Regions from separate parts of the Xenopus laevis genome. Here region 1 is linked to region 2. Evidence: chromatin contacts called from public Hi-C data. All regions are on one chromosome and are shown on one strand. The core of a region is the stretch at or near the end of the contact, and the rest is flanking DNA. Distances in the headings are between cores, read along the strand shown. Region 1 overlaps insr.S (insulin receptor S homeolog). Region 2 holds the start of insr.S (insulin receptor S homeolog).

Region 1 (2,700 bases), core at 27-2,526, 40 kb before region 2:
ACACAAAAACACAGTTTAGATAAGGAGAAATATTTTCAAACTTTGATAACCAGACAAATTTTGTAAAAACAAACATGGTACTTAGGGGGTGTGGCCACAGAAAGGGGTGTGGTCAAAAAAAGATGCGCTACGTGCGGGAAAAATTTTTTTGTCCCTCTTTTTACTTCCAAAATGTTGGGAGGTATGCCTGAAGTATAGGAATACAGATTGTAGTTAGTGAGGCTCATGGTCAGAGAAAATGCAACATCAAAGGTACACGCTGCAAGGTGCAGTAATGGGGAAGGAAGGAGGGGGCACTGGGATTAGTAATCTTTGCTGCTAACATTCCATGCCTACAACCAACATTTTCTGTTTAAAGGTCATTAACCCACTCGGTTGCGAAAAGCATTGTTTGTACAAACCATGCACGCGTCCAGGGTTGCCAGGTTAGTGGCTTTCCATCCCAAATTGGGCTACTAATTTAAAGCCCAGACGGTTATTTAGAGTACAAACTAGCTTTTTTTCTTGCCCTAATGTGCCGAGCCTGAATCTCCCAATGCATATTGGGCAACGTAGTTTTTGTTAAACAATGTGCCCACTGCCAAGTTTAATGTAAGACTACAATACCCAACATGCAATGGGACTGACTTGTGAGAAGTCAGGAGTTATCAGATTTTGGGCTCTGTACTCCAGTCTCCCGTCATTCTTAAGCATTCTTGCATTTTCCGGTGCCTTTCCTCAATTTCAGACAATTTCGGGGGGAAAAATCTGCTGGCCACAAAATGTCTAGAGGTTGACCTGTTTTACTAATATTTACTGAAATTGTATATGTATTAGGGCCTTATGGGGCCCCTATACCTTCTGGGCCCCGACCTGGTGACAGGCAAATCTGTGCCATTTTGGTTCATGGAAAAATTTGTGAAACAGTGAAAGTTTGAAAAAGGCGTATTTTCACATATATTCATTTCTTTTTAAGACTTTTTTTCCCTGCACATATTGGGCTACTTTTAAAGTGCCTTTTGATTAGTTTTGGGCTGGTTTTGTAGCTGACTTTGACTGGTTTTGAAAATTAGACCTGGCATTGCCCAGCGCTGATTTCTCTTTCCTATGGCTGTATTCTATATCACTGTCTTTTACTCTGTTACTTTATTTTATGCAATTTCCACTCTGTCTGTTACTTGCCGTATCATCATAGCTGTGTTACGCTCTTCTGCCTCCCTTTTCATGCTCCCTATGGCACATGCATAGAGGCTGTTTCCCCTCTCTTGATCTAGCAGTGAGCTGACCCTCATGACATCACCACAACACCATATCAGGAGCCAGAGGGAAGGGGTGGGAGAGAGGAAGACAGGCAGCAAAGCAGGGCCTCAAAATTCCTGAGGCTAAATAGCTTGGTGGTTAACTGCTTCAACTCCTGTTCAGCTGAAGTCTAGCACTGCATGCACTGCCTATTTTGTTTTCTTGGATTGCCAAGGATTAAGGTTTTCTTTTTGAGAAAGGAATTTCATACTTTTAGAAGTATTAGCAGAGCCTAAAAGTTCAGACTGCGTGTTTAAGGGCAAGCAAGCTTATTGTCTAATATGTTTTCCTCATGTCTATGTGGGTTTCCTGACACACTTATTCCTAGAGTACAAACAGCCTCAAGAGCATATACATCCGAGCCTGAGGAAAACAGCCCACAAATCTGCCAATTTTATACAGTTCTATACAGTTCCAGGGCCGAGTGTACAGACGCTGAGCTAGACCAGTTCTTGTCAGGCATTGAATTCCCACATTTTGGGCAGGCTGAGGCTTCTTACTTAGACAGTCTTGTAACAGTGGGCGAGCTTGCAGAGGCAATAGGTAGCCTGGCTTCTGGGAAAACCCCAGGCCCAGATGGCCTACCGGCAGCGTGGTACCTCCTGCTCAGTGAGGACCTCACTCCCAAATTCAAACTCCACCCAACCTTTATTGGGCCCAATCTTATTACTCTGCAATAACTTATAAGGAGGGCAAAAACCCAGATCTGTGCGACTCATTTAGGCCTATTACTATTTATTACAGACGTTAAAATCCCAGCAAAACTGCTATCCCGTCGTTTAAGATCAGTCATCTCCACACCAACCAAAACACCCGACCAATCAGGCTTCATGCCGAATAACAGTACAGCAATTAACCTCAGACGCTTATTCTCTCACCTACAGACTCAACATACTAACACTGGATCCAGAAGCCAGGCGGCATTAGACGCTGCTAAGGCACTGGAAAATTTGGGATTGGGCCACAGTTTATAGCATGCATTAAACTCCTGTATCAGGCGCCAGTCGCACAAATCCGGGTCAACAACATCCTCTCCAAACCATTCCCCCTCTTCCGTGGCACCAGACAAAGGGATGCTCCCTCTCTCCCTTATTATTTGCATTAGCTAGTGAGCCATATGCTATAATGATCCGCCAGTCCCTAGTCCCGAGTGGTAGGCCTAAAATGTGGTAGGTTGGAAGAAATAATTGACCTATACTTGATGATGTATTGTTATTTTTGGACAACCATGAGGACTCCCTTCACCACACACTGGAACTAGCTGATAAATTTGGTGTCTTTAGTGGCCTCACAGTGAACAAAAATAAATCTACCCTATTCTCCATGGAACTCCCTAGAGCTGAGGGAGACACACTAGGTGTAAGATGGGTACACAAATTTAAATATTTGGGGACTTATGTGTCTTTAAAACTTGGTGATTAC
Region 2 (2,700 bases), core at 76-2,575:
ACACTTTGCAGCTGACTCAAACAGGATATTCTATAAAGGGGGCAACAGTAAACCATACTAGCCATAGCTAGGGTTGACACCAGGCCGGTATTTTACTGTCCTTGCCGGTAAAAATGATGGTTGATCCCAATGTTATTAATAGGAAAAAGATAAATATATAGGAAGGCCAGTATTTTTTTTCCAAAAAAAAGGTGGCAACCCTATCTGATAAAAGGAACAGACATAATTCTGTTGTGTTTTTGCCCAGTGTTAACCGCGGTTCTCCAACCAAAGGAAATTCTAAAATAAGTGATTTGGGTCATGTTGTTTAAAACAATGACCTTAAAGTCTCTGGAAATGCAGTGGAGCAAAGTGTGGGGTCTCCACCTCATGGCATTATTCCTCCTAGTACAAACACACACGTTGACGTTCTCCTAGTAAGGTTCTCTTTAAGCATGGCTCCTTAGGAATTCTACCAAGACCTGACAACCATAAAATCCCCATGATGAAGGGTTAACCTGCAGGACGTGTCTCGCGTGGAAAGCATATGCCATCATGTAGCAGCACGCACATCCACACGAATTGCTGCTTAACCGTTCACCATGTGGATTGTCTGTGCGTCCGGATTAGGATGGGCGGGATGAGTTGGCAACACTTCCACGTTGTAAAATAACACTTCGCGTAGATGACAATTTACTAAGGTTTCTCATTAGTATATGAATGGGACGTCACTATTAATTCGATTATCTGCCGCCAAGTAGGCGGTGGCCCCAGTTGCAGGCCTCAACCCCACCCCCAACATGTTTACAATATCAAATGAAAGCAAGTCAGAGGAGGCCTAGTTCACCGCGCCTCCATTTTAGCCGTGCGCTTCCTTTCACCGAGTGGGACACTAAAATCCGCTGTTTTATAAGACAGTGCTACCAATAACCCACTTAAAACAGCAGAGGCAACATTTCTATATTGAAATACAGAAATACAACTTGCTGCTGTTATCGTATTACAACTACCAGAGCCGCATTTTAACAAGGGGTGCTGTGTAGTGTAGTAGTCCGACAACAGCTGGCAAGAGACGTCTCTATGTCCCATATAATAACGAAGGAGAGAAACAACCCCCCTATCACTAGGTGGCTATTTAAATGGAGGCTCCCTAGTAGGGTTGCGCACACATGTAATATATGAACAAATATCATACTCACTTTTCCCGTTGCTTTGGTCGCACAGAATGAGCATAAAAATGGTGACTATTCCCACAAGTGACTTCCAGCCCACCTTACAGTTGGGGTTATTATTGGGGTGCCCCTCACCCCTCAATACACCCTGTCCCATGCCAATGTGTCAAGCTCAGCTCCACCACCTAGTAGTAGTTACTATATTCCCAGCAGATAGGGGGGAGCCTGGCTTACCAAAAAGGGGCAAGGACAAGGTAAAAAAAAAAACCGAAATATTCTAAGAGCACAAAAAGAATCTTCCCTATTTAATGATGTGATTGTTGTGACAGCTCAGATACCGAGGAAGCATGGTTTATAAAAGCAGCTTGTAGAGGGGAGAAAAAAAAATAAAGTCCTTGACTTATATGTAAATATAGATTTCCGCTCCAAATACAATATTATTATGTTTGGAAACACTCCAGTCTTCTTCTTTGTAAAATCCAACTGGGGATACTGTTAAGAAATCCTTGTATAGTATGTTTTCCCCAAGCCACAGAACTTTTTTTTTTTTTTTTTTCAAATCCTGTAAAAGTGAAAAAATCCAGAAAAATAAAAAAACTTTCTCAATCGGTTAAAAAAAAGGGAAAAATATTTTCCTTTCCTGTGTTCTTATAAAACCGCGTTTCCACCCCAAAATAAGGAGGGGGTGCGAATATTTCCTTTAAGGATGATTAATTCGGGCTGTATCCGCAATATGGACAATGCCAAGCTGTGCTGCTGGGGTCGTGCATGCGTGGAATCTTCTATGGGGCCCAGTGCATGATCCTCAAACACTTGATCGCTCCGTGTGTCTTCAGCCCCCGAGACACTGCCGCAAGAAACTCCTTATTCTGTAGGATCTGGAATCCTGGCACAACGTTCCTTTTTCCGTTTTCCCTCCGCCCCGGGGATTATAAACGGGAAAAAAGTGTAAAAAAACGAGAGACTTGTGCAGAAAAATAACCATGAACATATATGTTACTAGTTCTTTGCAAAGTCTCTCTCCCCCCTCCTTTTCCCAGCCAGTATCCAACCAGTAAACAAGAGCTGTTAGTCAGCTGGGAGAGAAGAACTGGCTTGTGTAAAAACCTGGCCCGGAGCACCGCTCACAGAATGGATTCCCTTCCTCCTATTTCTAGTCTATTGATTCACAAACACTTCAAAGCACAACCATAACACCTCGCAAGAACCCAGTTAGGAGAAAACTGTCTGAATTGGAAGCAAAACAAAGCCTGGGGCTTGTGGGTTTATTTTAAACTGTTTTTTTTTCTTTTAAATAAATTGCTTCTACTTTGTGAAAAGTGGATGAAGTAAGTTGAAGTTGTTTTACTGGTTATCATTGTCAGTTTATGCTGGGTGATCGAAAACACAGCCTAGAAATACATATATTCAATCTAATATAGACAAAGCAGCTATACGCATGTTCTAAACCCAAGAGCTTACAGGTGATTTAATATGTATTATTTGTTTGGCTGCACTAAAATATAATTGTATTAGTGTAACAGCCACAGTGCAGAACAGCACAGCCATT

The links. Hi-C and Micro-C count contacts between places; a contact is called where the count stands out from the background.
Region 1: a contact with region 2 is called in a Hi-C map of the XTC cell line, with 2.4 times the contacts expected there. The contact joins the enhancer-like site here to the promoter of insr.S in region 2. A contact is called at or near these places in 2 of 4 Hi-C or Micro-C datasets (the XL177 cell line and the XTC cell line).

What each region holds. Positions count from the first base shown.
Region 1 is chr1S:101,826,022-101,828,721 of Xenopus_laevis_v10.1, reverse strand. The region is part of intron 2 of insr.S (insulin receptor S homeolog); the gene reads right to left. Among protein-coding and RNA genes, the nearest start is that of insr.S, 40 kb to the right of the region's middle. Within about 2 kb of position 1,276, at least 3 of the 7 cell types and tissues checked have an H3K27ac peak or open chromatin away from gene starts, as enhancers often do.
Region 2 is chr1S:101,786,228-101,788,927 of Xenopus_laevis_v10.1, reverse strand. It overlaps insr.S (insulin receptor S homeolog), which reads right to left and starts at 1,325. Exons shown (of 10, transcript NM_001127868.1): 1 at 1,179-1,325. The coding sequence starts at 1,308.